Regions from separate parts of the Mus musculus genome. Here regions 1, 2 and 4 are each linked to region 3. The links are chromatin contacts, called in public HiChIP or PLAC-seq and promoter capture Hi-C maps. All regions are on one chromosome and are shown on one strand. Each heading gives the region's core, a stretch centred on a gene start, on an enhancer-like site or on the middle of the called end of the contact. The rest is flanking DNA. Distances are from core to core; before and after follow the strand shown. Region 1 holds the start of Stox2 (storkhead box 2). Region 2 has its middle 16 kb from the start of Gm39171. Region 3 holds the start of Cenpu (centromere protein U). Region 4 holds the start of Ufsp2 (UFM1-specific peptidase 2).

Evidence for each region. Promoter capture Hi-C pulls out the DNA fragments that hold promoters and counts their contacts. HiChIP or PLAC-seq counts read pairs in DNA pulled down with a chosen protein or histone mark.
Region 1: a contact with region 3 is called in an H3K4me3 HiChIP or PLAC-seq map of embryonic stem cells, with 11 read pairs. The contact joins the promoter of Stox2 here to the promoter of Cenpu in region 3. A contact is called at or near these places in 1 of 39 promoter capture datasets (neural stem cells), 1 of 484 Hi-C or Micro-C datasets (cortical neurons), 4 of 115 datasets of contacts at active chromatin or transcription factors (bone marrow-derived macrophages, embryonic forebrain, embryonic stem cells and 1 more) and 1 of 9 other capture datasets (embryonic stem cells).
Region 2: a contact with region 3 is called in a promoter capture Hi-C map of embryonic stem cells, with 3 times the contacts expected there. The contact joins the enhancer-like site here to the promoter of Cenpu in region 3. A contact is called at or near these places in 1 of 39 promoter capture datasets (embryonic stem cells), 1 of 115 datasets of contacts at active chromatin or transcription factors (embryonic stem cells) and 2 of 9 other capture datasets (adipose tissue and embryonic stem cells).
Region 4: a promoter capture Hi-C map of pre-B cells shows a contact between it and region 3, with 4 times the contacts expected there. The contact joins the promoter of Ufsp2 here to the promoter of Cenpu in region 3. A contact is called at or near these places in 12 of 39 promoter capture datasets (the 3T3-L1 cell line, the C10 cell line, the HPC-7 cell line and 9 more), 5 of 484 Hi-C or Micro-C datasets (the Ba/F3 cell line, CD4 T cells, Th1 cells and 2 more), 1 of 115 datasets of contacts at active chromatin or transcription factors (astrocytes) and 2 of 9 other capture datasets (adipose tissue and liver).

Annotation. Positions count from the first base shown.
Region 1 is chr8:47,287,795-47,290,998 of GRCm38.p6, forward strand. It overlaps Stox2 (storkhead box 2), which reads right to left and starts at 1,608. Exons shown (of 4, transcript NM_001114311.1): 1 at 86-1,608. The coding sequence starts at 251.
Region 2 is chr8:47,337,651-47,340,959 of GRCm38.p6, forward strand. It overlaps a transcript of Stox2 not described here. Among named protein-coding and RNA genes, the nearest start is that of Gm39171, 16 kb to the left of the region's middle. Within about 2 kb of position 1,446, at least 12 of the 459 cell types and tissues checked have an H3K27ac peak or open chromatin away from gene starts, as enhancers often do. A contact at or near this core is called in embryonic stem cells, where this site is marked.
Region 3 is chr8:46,550,751-46,553,725 of GRCm38.p6, forward strand. Cenpu (centromere protein U) reads left to right here and starts at 1,319. Exons shown (of 13, transcript NM_027973.4): 1 at 1,319-1,377. The coding sequence starts at 1,337.
Region 4 is chr8:45,974,141-45,977,394 of GRCm38.p6, forward strand. It overlaps Ufsp2 (UFM1-specific peptidase 2), which reads left to right and starts at 1,388. Exons shown (of 12, transcript NM_138668.2): 1 at 1,388-1,448. 1700029J07Rik (RIKEN cDNA 1700029J07 gene) reads right to left here and starts at 1,112. Exons shown (of 7, transcript NM_001033148.3): 1 at 1-1,112.

The DNA.
Region 1 (3,204 bases), core at 358-2,857, 740 kb after region 3:
TCACCGCAGGTCCTCCTCTACCCCAAACCCTCAACTAGCCGCGGCGCAGCAATCACAGGCGGCGGCTGAACCGTGCTTTACCAACCTGATGTCATGTAGCCCCTAGAAGCCTGGGGCGCGAAGGCCGCGGGGAAGCGCTTGTGCAGGCGGTAGTCCTTCTCGCTGCGGGACCTCATGCGGTCCGAGGCCCGGTCCGAGAAATCCGAGCTAGGCCAGGCTCGCCGCAAGGTTGTGCTCCGGGTCTTCTTCATGGTGGGAAAGGGCGACCCTGGTGCCCCGATAGTAGGGCCTCAGCGCCAGGGCGCAGCGCGCTGCTTCATCCGTCTACCGAGGCCACGACCCGGGAGGACTCTGCGCACATTTTTTCCCCCAGCCCCTCTTCTCGTCGGTGTCTACACCGCCGGCGGCAGGTCCGGCCCTCCCCACGCCCCCCCACACCCCCACGGAGAAGGCTCGGATTTTACACTCGTCCCACAATGCATTCCACTTCATTTGCAATCCGCCGGGCTTCCAGCTTCCAGATTCCTGAGGGGGAAGGCACGTTGGGAGGCTCGGCGGCCGGGAGGGGGCGGCCCGGGTGGGGGCGCCGAGACTTGCAGCGTGGAAGCAATGGGAGCGCAGACAATGGCCCGATTCAGCGCAGGAGTGCTTAGCCAACTGTGCGCCACAGCACAAAAGACCCAAACAAATGAGGAAGCCGAGGCCTCCGGGGGCCGACCCGGGATCGCACGCCCCGGCAGCTTGACCGGTGGGCGGCAGCCCCAACCGCACTAGGAGGCTTCAGCGCGAGGCGTGGGGATGACAGCGTCCGAGTCGCGTCCCCCTGGACCTCCCAGCCGCGAGGGCCGCAGTCCCCGGCGCCCGCTGTCTCTGCTTCTCTCTCGCAGTCCTCGGGAGGCAGTCTTCATTCCAGAGGCTCGAACGGGGGGCGCACGGGAGCACCGGGACCGCCGCTGCGACAACGCAGGAAGAGCCCCGTTGGGTGCTGGCGACCGCGGCGCGCCGTCAGGCTTCCTCCTTCCGAGGCTGGCGGGGGCGCGGGAGGGTGGGGGCGCGTGCCGACACGCGTGGGTCCCCCGCCGCAGGCATACTCTTACTCACGGGCCGCGGTGGCTGCGGAGCCCGGCGATCGGCCCCCGCGCGAGGCCATCGCGGCTCGGGGACTAGCGCGTTGCGCTCTGGCACCGCCGAAAGCGGGACGGCTACCCAGTGTCATGCTAATCTCGGGGCAGCGCGGAGGCTCGGCGTAGATCCCCGCAGCAAAGCCCCAGCGGCGACGGCGACGGCGGCGGCGGCGGCGGCGGCGCGGGGCCTGGGCCCTGCGGATGACACCGCGCGGATCGTTCCACGTCTTTCCGATGGTCCCTCCCCCTCGCTCCGAGGGCTAGCCTTCGTGGGAACGCGCTGATCTGCGGCGCCCGGCCTGGTCCACCTGCGCCCAGCCGGAGACGCGGGGCGCCGCGAACGCGCGGGGACGCCAGGCCCACGCCGACTGCCACGCGCCAACGGCCTGCGCCCTCTGCGATCCTGAGTGGAAGTCACTCCCCAATGGCCTGGTTGCGCTGGCGGGCCCGGGGCCTCTGCACCGCCGGGCCCTGCACAGCTGCTTATGGTCCAAGCACCAATCGCTGCAGGACAGCGGTGCGCGCGGAGGAGGGGGCGCGGGCCAGACGCGAGGTCACGCCGAGTTAAAGGCGCCCGGCCTGGCCGCCAGCCCCGCCACGCGCCGCCACTCCCATTCTTATCCACCACTCTCACCTCCCCATTTGGGTTGCCAAAAATGCGTTTTGAGCTCTAAACAAGGAGAATAAACTTGATTGCCTCTGGAGGTGATCTGTCATTTCCCGTTTGAGCTGGGTGGTTTTTTTTTTTTTTTTTCTTTCTTTCTTTCTTTTTTTTTTTTTTCCTTTTCTTTAATGCATCTGTGACAACGAGACGTTCCCAATCATTTTTAAAGGTGGCATTCCACGCTGATGGGTGACAAGATGCAGAGCCAGCAATAGGAAGCCTTCATGGAAACGTGTATTCAGCAGTCGGAGGGCCCTAAAGGGTTAAGATTCAGGAAGCTCTGGCAAGACATCCAGGAGGCAGAAAGGCAATGAGATCTAGAAGGGAGGCCATCATCCATCTCCAGTATGTGGCTTGGTAATACATAGCCAGAACAACCTCTCTGTGGATACCAAGGGGGTGGGGATAAAAAGCCACAAGTCGCATATAAAACCTATAACTACATCAAGCAATATTAATTACTAACTACAAACCTATTAGCTAAATGTTTAGCGACCTCCTTTTAGATTCAAGACAAGCCTTTAAAAGGTACCCTTTGCTAAAATGGCAAGGAACAGAAAGACGACTGGTTTAGAAGATCAATGTGTAAAGGGCCATAGAGGTGAATTTTTTGTTAATGTTTTCACGAATGGGCGTTACTGACATTCAGGTATCTCAAATCAACAAAACATCAGTTCTCAAGACACCAAAATGGTCACACAAATTTTTGCAGTAATTATGACTTAAGAGGGATTGTGATCATGTGACAACTTTGGTATTCATTCACTGAGCAGATTAAATAGGCAACATACCAAATATGGTCCCATGCAATGAATGGTCCAGCAGAAAAGAAATGCAGGAAGCTGAGTTAAAGCCAAAAGTTGTGCCACATTTTATAAAGATGCATTAACCTCTGTGAGGCATGCCAGTAGCTGGGGCCTAGAGCATGAAGAGCCCCTCAAAGAGTGAAGGGATTGGTGTCCAGGGCCATGGGAACAAGTGCGACGGTCCTGAAGTCTAAACCAGTCTTGGTTTCTGTTGGAAGAAATGCAAGAAGGCCAGTATGGCTGGAGTCAGAGCTGAACAGGAAAGCCGTGGGCGGTGAGGTCAGAGAGAGGGAGCGTAGATCATGCAGGGACTTGCTAGCCATGTTCAAAGTTTTATTTCCTACTCTTGATGGACTGGGGGCCACAGAAGAACTCAAAGCAAAAATACAGCCATAATTTTATAATTTCTATATAGAAGGAGTTTAGAGGGTATAATATAAGGCAGGGGCTAGTTGGTAATTACATGTAATATGTTTTTAAAAAATGATCATGTTCACACTGTGAAAGGATGAGTGGGGCTGGTATACATTTGAAGAGGAGAGCTACATCTGGTCTCAGTCGCTTGTGACAACAGACCTTGCAGGGAACTGAGAGCATCCACTGGCCAAGC
Region 2 (3,309 bases), core at 196-2,695, 790 kb after region 3:
CATGTGGTTGCTGGGAATTGAACTCAGGACCTCTGAAAAAGCAGTCAGTGCTCTTAACCACTGAGCTCTCCAGCCCTGCATGACCTTTCTTTAAGCCTGGATTCCTCATCTTCCCCACAGACCACCAAGACTCTCTGTCTCCCTCTCTCCCGCTCTCTCCTTTCCCTCTCTTTCCCTTCCTCTTTTCCTCAACTCCCCCTCCCTCCCCCCTCTCTCAAGAACTTTAAAGCTGAAGTCATTTTATACACAAGGAAGAGACAGAAAATATAAGTAACTTGTGCAAGTCCATGCATACCTTGCCACTTCTCAGTGGTCAGGATTTGGGAAGAATGAGTGTAGTAAAGATGGCGCCCAATGTAAAGATACAAAGTATCTGTGTGCACAGCCTACTTAGCCAGTCTTCAAGGCCAGGCTGCCTAGGTTTTCATACCAGGTGTATCATTCCTGTTGCTATTACAGTTTGGATATCTGCAATCTGAAAACCTGAAATGCAAACTTCTCTAAAGTCCAAAAGCTTTGAATGTATAAGCAGCAAGTAGAAAATTCCAGGCCTGACTGCACGTGACCAAACACAGGTGCTTTTGGAAGACAATGGAACAAAAGCACACCGTATAATACATATAAAACATGGGTTTGCATTTGGGTCCCGTTTCTAAGTCACCTCATTTGTATATAGACATATTTCCAAATCTGATATCTAAGATACTTCTGGTGGGAAGCATGTTTTGTTGTTTTGTTTTGTCTTGGCAAATATTTTGATTGTGTGTGTATGTGCCTGTGTGTTCATAGTTATATTTATATATTTTTTCCTACTGATACTAAAGTGATACTAATAACAGGACCTTCTTGGATGGGTTACTAAGGAAATTAGCTGAATTTTCATATGCCTGGGGTATAGAACAATTCCCGGAACATGGTGAATACTGTCAGCTCATAACTATTTTTATCAGGTAAGGAGGTGATAACATGCGGAAAATATACAGATTTTTTTAAACCCAGCAACTTTTATGTTTAGAAAAGATCTGAAAGTTTCAAAAATAAAAACTGTTAGTTTGGGAAACACTAAGAAAAAGGTTTTCATCTTGAGAGCAATTAGGAGAAACAATGACATCAAGTAATGTGACCCCTTCAGTGCCTGGTCCTACAGCGCAATACTCCTGATCTAATGAGGTCAAGGTCACCCAGTCTACACACGCCCTCTCCCGCCATCTTCCCCCTCTTCATAAATCACTTAAAATGCCTCATGAAAGCAAATATTTTAGGTCAGACACCCTGAAGCTGGGAAGGCTGAAGTGCCCCTAATTCTCACTTGGGGAAACAGGATCTTCAGGGTTCTGGAACAGGTTTGAGCAGGGGTGGGGGTGGGGCAGGATGGGGGGACAGGACATTGCTTCCTTGCTATTGATAATACAATGCCTATAGGCTCCACCTAGAGACACTGGAGAAAAAGGCCAGTGGGGGAGGGGGAGTCAACAAGCTGGCTCTTGAGCAACTAAGTTCCAGGTTTGGGGTCAGCTGATGTTTTTTACATCAGCCAGGCATCTATTGCCTGAAGTCACAGAGTGCAGAGGCCTCTAGGGATGAAGAAGAAGAGCTAACAGCAAAAGGAACTAAAGTTCTGTGGCAAGCCAGTAGCCACCACATGGTGTCTCCTAGTACCTGGGTGTTTCCTCTACATAAGTGTTTCTCAAGCTGTGTGCATCAGGGCCCCTTTGGGGATCGAATGACCCTTTCACAGGGGTCGCCTAAGAGCATCGGAAAACACAGGTATTTACATTCTGATTCGTAACAAAGGCAAAATTACAGTTATGAAGTAGTAACACAAATAATTTTATGGTTGGGAGGGGGGTCACCACATGAGGAACTGTATTAAAGGATTGCAGCGTTAGGAAGGTTGAGAATCACTGCTCTCTATCGACCTGTGTCTGCTGGGAACAGTCCGATCAGAGGATCCAAGAAGGATCTCAGGTAATGGCTCATGTCACTCCCTCCTGGCTTTTCCTAAAGCATAAACTTCAACCGCATCCTTCACTGGCTTGAACGTTAATGGCCCCTGAGCGGCTCAGCAGCAAAAGTCCTGACCACCAAACAAATTCCTCTCTTGTCTCTGCTCTGATTCCCCCAAGAAGTTTGTCTTGCCTTCAAGCCTCTGTCACACACTGCTTCTTTCTTCAGCTTACAACATCCTTTATTTCATCCCCCTCTTCCAAACGCTAACTTCCATCTTCTTCCTGCCCCGCCCCGCCCAGCCCCGCCCCCTCCATCACTCTTCTCTTTGGGGAGCTTTTCTTTACAACCTTTTGATTCCTTCTATCAGCCAGCCTGCAGACTTCCACACTTAAATTAGCCAGCCTCCCTGTCTGGATTCTCTCAATGCCTTTGGACACTGCTAACATGGCCTTTTATTAAACTGTATAGTAATATTTATCTCCCCAAACAGGCTGTAAGTTCATTTAGGGCAGATAAGAATGCCTTTTTGTTCACAGGACCTGGTGCCCTCCGTGTGCTGAATGTGTTTGTTTGGTGCAATTCTTACAGCAATTATTCTATCGGCTTTGATAGCCTCTGTCCACTTCGAGGACTAAACGCTAGGTAAAGCCACGACCCCGTCCACCCCAGCCACTTTTCAAAAGAGAAAGAGAGAGAGAACCAATTGTCAGGCATCAATGTGAGATATACACTGTCCCCTCTCTCTTCATTCAGTGATGTTTCCACGGCGTGTGGAGCTCATCTAGGAATTACACACATTGAGGTGGTCAGGGAATACACACCTAGGTTTTAACTTTAAGTAACAAATGTGTGTGTGTGTGTGTGTGTGTGTGTGTGTGTGTGTGTGTGTGTGTGATTTTTTAAAAAAACATCACAACAACCATGCATAACACTGCTACAATGTTACGCCTAAAGACTCCTTGGAGGTCGATGCAGCTGTGGTACAGATAACAGCTGTAGGTAGGGCTGCTACAATACAGCAAACAACTCTAGGACAGAATCTTCAGGGGTCTTGATGGTCACGGCAGCCTTCCCAGATGAACTGGCAAAGAGGTGCCCGGTCTTAGAGAAACATTCCAGGTATTATGGGCAAAGAAGCCCATCGTGAGAAAAGACACCAAGTAGGGGAAATGCAAAGTGATTTAGGTGTGTTATAAAAAGGATCAGTTTCTCTAGGACAGTTAATGTGAGGGTACGGAGACAGAGTGTTGGAGGAGAGACAAGAGAAACCCAGACAGCCAGGCTCTGATCCTACAGCAGCCTTCCTGAAAGCAGTCTTTACGGACCACCTATGCAGTTGCTCTGGAGGGAAGGGAGGCA
Region 3 (2,975 bases), core at 69-2,568:
AGGCTGAAAAGCATAAAAATGCTAAAGACAAATAAAAAAAACCGTATGGTTTGTGAAAAGGGCCATTCATGGAAGAGTCTGAGAGAACTGTTACATTTTATGTTCTGATTCAGTAATATAGGTGTCTATGTTTTATTTTTACAGTGTTAAATACCCTTTGTTGGAGACAGGGTTTCTTTGTGTAGGCCTGGCTGTCCTGGAACTCACTCTGTAGGCCATGCTACCTGCTTCTGCCTCTAGGACTAAAGGCAAGCACCACCACTGCCTAGCTTGTATTCATATTTTTATTGTGATAAAATTTATAACATAAAATTGGACATTTCAGCTTTTTATTCCAGTCATTTTAAGTGTTTAAATACATCCACCTTTTTTACACAACCATCTATCTCTCCCATCACCCCCATTTCTGGCCTTTCTCATTACCACTGTGTTTTAGGTTAATCAAGAAATCATTGTTGGAGCTGGAGAGATGACTCAGCCATTTGGAGCCTCTTGCCAAAGACCTCAGAGTTTCCCAGCCTCATAACTATCTGTAACTCCAGTTTCAGGGTATCTGATGCCCTCCTCTGACCTCCACTGGGACCACGGATGTGTATATATATATGCGTGTGTGTGTGTGTATATATACATACATATGCGTATATATAATAAATATATAACATTTTGCATCGATACACATAAATCTTAAAAAAAAATTCATTGCCAAGTCCAACGTCTTGATTCAGTTTTCTTCTGAGTTTGGCCGTTTTTTTTACTTCTTATATCTTTGATCCCTTTAAATCAATTTTTCATTCTTTTGTACCACAAGAAAAATGTAAAAACAAAAGAATCGTGAGTATGGATCCAGAAGGGACCTTCCCGCTTTACGAAGGACCTGGAAGGGAGGACAAATAACGTGTCGCGTTCAACAGTGAGCTGCTACAGGGAGCTAAAAGCGGCATCTGCATTTAGCAATGCGAAGGATTTGACAGTAGTCCATCAACTAACAGCCCGCCCGGAAGCACTGGAGTTTTGGATCCGCTGGCGGCTGGCTCGGGTCCACCCACACCCACACCAGCTCCGGGTCATTTACCCGCCCACGAGGCCGGGGAGTTCTAAATTTACGGAACGGAGCGAGAGCGGGAGAGACAGCCTGCAGCAGCTAAGCCGGTTGCTTTGGACTCCGCTCCGCTGTTGGGTGTTTTCCAGGCCTGGATTTCATCGTGCTCTCGCCCAGGACGCTCTCTGGCCCCGCCCCGGAAAAGGCGGAGCATAGCGAGGACTAGGCTCTGATTGGCTGTTCAGAGCAAGACCGGCTAGGCGCGAGTTTGGAGTCCCTGCCTTTGGGAACGGTAGGATGGCTGCAAGGAGAAGTTTGAGATACTCGGGGAACCCGGGGTAAGTGCTGCCGCCCCGAAATCCGCCCAGGATGGGCTCAACCCGTCCCAGAGACTCGCTGACCCGGCCTCAATTCCCACAGCCCCGAATCCTAGAGCCAGGAGTCAAGCTGTGTGGTAGGGGAACTCAGACACCAGCGTCGCTTTCATGTGACAAGCAAATATTTAACAGTAATCATTTCTGGTCTGTCGACATTGCTTTTTATTTCTAAGACGCAGCTGTTTTCGTAATAGAAAACACGGAAGCCAAACGAAATCTCTAGCGAGGGACCAGGCAGCTGCTTGTTTAGAGCTTGGGCTGGCCTTGCCTAAATACCTAAAGGACATTCAGAGTGCTTCATGGATCTTTTCATTATATAAGAGGTGTGCATCTGAAAAGAAGTTAGTAAGCGGCCCGAAAGGTTAGCGCCACCAACTCCTGGCGAAGGATATTCTGGGCGTGTCTGGCGCGCATCCAAAGCCTGGTAGAGATTTGGATAGAAAGGTCTCCTCTGCGTAGGAAGTCTTCCGTGGGAGGATTACCTATGGAAGATGATGCTTGTAGCTACCACAGGACACAGATGGTGGGGGAATCCACATTCGGTGAGCAGTGGGAAGGAAGATTTAAAAAGGGCAAAGGAGCTTATCAGGGCATGCTGGTTTGTGCTTTTACCTTTTTTGGTTTTTCGAGACAGAATTTTTCTGTGTGGCCCTGGCTGTCCTGGAACTCAACTCTTGTAGACCAGGCTGGCCATAAACTTAGAGATCACCTGCCTCAGCCTCCCAAGTGCTGAGATGAAAGGCGTGAGCCACCACCACCTTTGAGCAAGGGAAAGGAGCTTAGAACTTGATCTGCCAAACCAGTGGTTTTTGTTGTTTCAACATCTTGAGGCTTGGAATTTATGAAATCTGTTCATTATCACTCCTAAAACACACGGATGCATACAGCAAAGATTATATAAAATGGTTACTGTAGAGATTTCCTTTAGGAAAGAAAGAGGTTTCTGTAGAGTTTGGAAACTGCTCCAGGACTCCAGCCCACAGCTAGAAGGGAATTTCTCTGGTTTTGGAGCACACACAAGAAACAGGTAGAGGGGCTGGTGAGATGGCTCAGCAGGTAAAAGCACTGACTGCTCTTCTGAAGGTCCTGAGTTCAAATCCCAGCAACCACATGGTGGCTCACAATCACCCGTAATGAGATCTGACACCCTATTCTGGTGGGTCTGAAGACAGCTACAATGTACTTGTGTATAATAATACCTAAATCTTTGGGCTAGAGCCAGCAGGGACTGAGCAAGTGGAGTTGACCGGAGCGAGCAGAGCAGAGGTCCTAAAAGCTCAATTCCCAACAACCACATGAAGGCTCAGGCTCACAACCATCTGTACAGCTACAGTGTACTCCTATACATAAAATAAACAAATCATAAAAAAAAAGAGTCAGATGGAAAAGAGTTCAGGCTAGGCAATTTATGCCTCCAGGTTGTCCCACCTACTTCTGTTTCGAGGTGCCATTCAGAAGTCACTTAAGCTTTCTGAGCTCAGAATCACAGTCTGCGGTTATCCCAAAGCAAAGGCAGTACAGGTCTGAGAGTTGGCTACAAGTGGGGAGTCCCAGCCCCC
Region 4 (3,254 bases), core at 138-2,637, 580 kb before region 3:
GTTTTTACAATGTATAACAGCCAACTCTCTCAGTCCGGTGAACGATCTCTCTCTCTCTCTCTCTCTCTCTCTCTCTCTCTCTCTCTCTCTCTCTCTCTCTCTCTCGTGTAAAAAGGACCTAATGAGGCTGCCGCAAGGGGTGCTCTCAGAGTGAGACAGCCAGCAGGCTAGTACGGGCACACCCCAACACACAGCTTGCTTTAATTGGACAGTCATGGAGTTGGTCTCTTCTCCTGGAGATTCTCCGCTTTAACACCTTCCCAAGCTTCATTAACAGTCATCTTATATCCGTGGTTTGGCACCCTTTATTTTCCCCAGTGAACTGACAGCTAGGAACCATGAACTGAGTTTCAATCTCCTTCACCACATTCTTGAGGCAACGCTGCCCAGACTGGAATGGAACTCCTGGAATCAGGGAACCTCTGCCCTAACCTCCGGAGCGGCTTGAACGACAAAACCCCTTTAGTTTTTTACCATTGTCGCCCCAGCGCTTGCGGCCAATGCCTTCAACTTTGTCCCTACAATAAACTCTTTAAGTAAAACTTACAAAGTATTCATTCACACATTTACGCAATGTTTTTTGCAACCCTCTCCTTCTGGTCAGGTAGAAGTAGGAAAACAGACTTTAAAAGGCATAAATTTTGGTTTATAATCACGTAGACACGAAAATCGTGGGATTCTACCCAAGTAGAATATGGCAAGTTCCCTTCAAAAAGTTTGGCTAAGAAGGTTCCTCTGTTACAGCCCTGTCCACTGCATCCTTGCAATTTACTCAATAAATTCTTTTCTACGCCAGGAAAAAAAAAAAAAAAGTTTGGCTAAAAGGGAGAAACTGCAGAAAATAAATGGACTGATTGTCTAAGTTATTCCCTCTAAGGAAAGGTAGCTTGAAGTAGGCAGGTAGCTAAGGAAAACCCATGTCTGCGAGGCCGAGTCACCTCTCCAAAAGACACCTAATCCCACAACCAGAATCAGATGGACCCTGCTCCGGTCGGGGATCACTCCACAGCAGAGCCCGAAGAGCTCGAGGCCACGCGCTTGGCCGGGGCTCCAGCCTAGAGCGCAGCAGCAGAGGCGCGCGCCGCACAGTTCCGCAAGCTGCCGCTGGCGCATGTTAGGCCGCGTTGCCGTGGGAACGGGAGAACCCTTTCCCAACGTGCTACTGTAGGCCCTCGGAACGTTCGAACCCGCACGGCGCGTCCACGAAAACGGAAGAAAGGCCATAGAATACGTAAGTCTCAGCCAATAAAATCTCTCGAAACTAAGCCTTCTGTTTCCCCGCCATCGGCGAATAGTTTCCCTGTGGTACGCTCCGTGATGGTTGACGCGAAGCATTCTGGGAGTTGTAGTCACCTGTCGGAGCCCCGCAGTCGGCGGGCGTGACGTCACTTCCGGGACGACCCTTGCTTGCACGAAGTAGGTGTTCTTGCCATCGCCAGTGGTGCTTGGTAAGTGATTCTGGTTGTCAGTGACCTCCCCGTATTTACCCCTAGGACTTCGTCAACCGTTAGGAGAATGGCTCCAGGCCCCTAAAAGGAGCTGCTCCTGAGAGGCCAAAAGTCGCGGTACAAACTATCCTCACTTGGATCTCTTGGGTGATCTGGTCACCAGCAGCACCGGGTCATGCGACTCTCCGGGTCAGTCAGTGCATCTTGACAGTAAGGCACTATTTGTCGTATTTAGAAGCTAGCTAAAAGAACTTTTGGTTTTGAAAAGATAGACCTAACTTCCTTAAAATAGTCTTCTCCCTTCGCTTACGTGGCACAGAACTCTCCAGCTTCCCCCTTCTCCTAGCTCAGCTAAGTCCTGCCATCTGTACCGCAGATGATAATCTTCAGCTTACACCCTGAGCTTTCTCTCCGAACCCAATTCATAAGTCTAGTCAACTGCTTCCACTTAAATAAATCATTCAAACTCAGCAGTTACAGAGCCGGCTCATCATTTCCTGTTCTCCCCGCACTCTTCCTTCAGAATTCCCATTCGATAACCCAGCTCACCCCTCCTTGTGCCCACCAAACCCTTGACAAACTTGCCTCATCTCAAGAACAAAGTCAATAATCAAGTCTGGGTTCTACTTCTGGCTGGCTGTATTAAAACCTTCTTTACCGTCCTTGAGCTTTGTCCTTGCTGTCCGTCCATGGGTCATAGTCTAAGTGATCTTTTGCTTTGGTTTTAGGACAGAGCCTCACAAAACCCAGGCTGTCCTTGAACTGGCTACACAGTCAGGAATGACTTTGAAATCCAGACCTTCCTGCCTCTACCTCCCAAGTGTTGGGCTTACAATCGTATACATCAGCCTTCCTACATGTTGTTTCAATTAAGCGAACCTTCACCAATTGGCCACTGTGCTTAGAATGGGCTTACACACATAAGAATACCTCTTTACCTTGGAAAATTTAAGGCTTCTTTTATGGGCTACTTACCTGCCCTTCGAATTTCAGCTTAAATATTACATCTTCATAGAGTATCTTGCTTTAAAAGCCTAAAGAGACCCTGGCGCTTTCACATATGATTGCTTAAAGAATTGTCATAACAACCCTGGTTGAAGTACCATATCTTTTCCCCATTTTTTACAGAAAAGAATAGGCGTGACTGATTATGTTAAGCAGAAATCTTATTGTATAAGTACCCGAGTTAAACCTTACTCTTGCTTGTCTTTTCTTTTTTCTTTCTTTTCTTTCTTTCTTTTTTCTTTTTCTTTCTTTCTTTCTTTCTTTCTTTTTTTTTTTCAAGACAGGGTTTTTTGCTTGTCTTTTCAATCTTCAGTTTATGTAAGTATTTTTCTTACTCAAATGGTAATGTTGTTCTAAATTTATCAAACTTCTCACTGGTAGTTCTCACAGTATTTTCCAGTTTTGAGGGGTTTAGTTTTTTATGATAAACAACAGAATGAATGGACAGCATTATTAAACTTTTTGTTGTTCGCTTAGAATGAAGTTAATGGAGTGAAATTGGGACATGGTGTAGTCTTTGAACAGGTTACATAAAAGCTGTCACTCTTGCAGAGATGTGACAAGAAATTTACAAAATAAAAAACTGCACCGGCACCTACTTCATAATGTTCTGACAATCAAAGGTAATATATGCCCAAGGTTCAGTCATTTGAAGCCTTAGGAGTCAGTTCTAGCTCACTTGTTCCAGAATAGGGTTTGTCTGAGGGATTCATTGCTGTGAACAGGCACCATGACCGAGGCAACTCTTATAAGGACAACATTTCATTGAGGCTGGCTTACAGGTTCAGAGGTTCAGTCCAT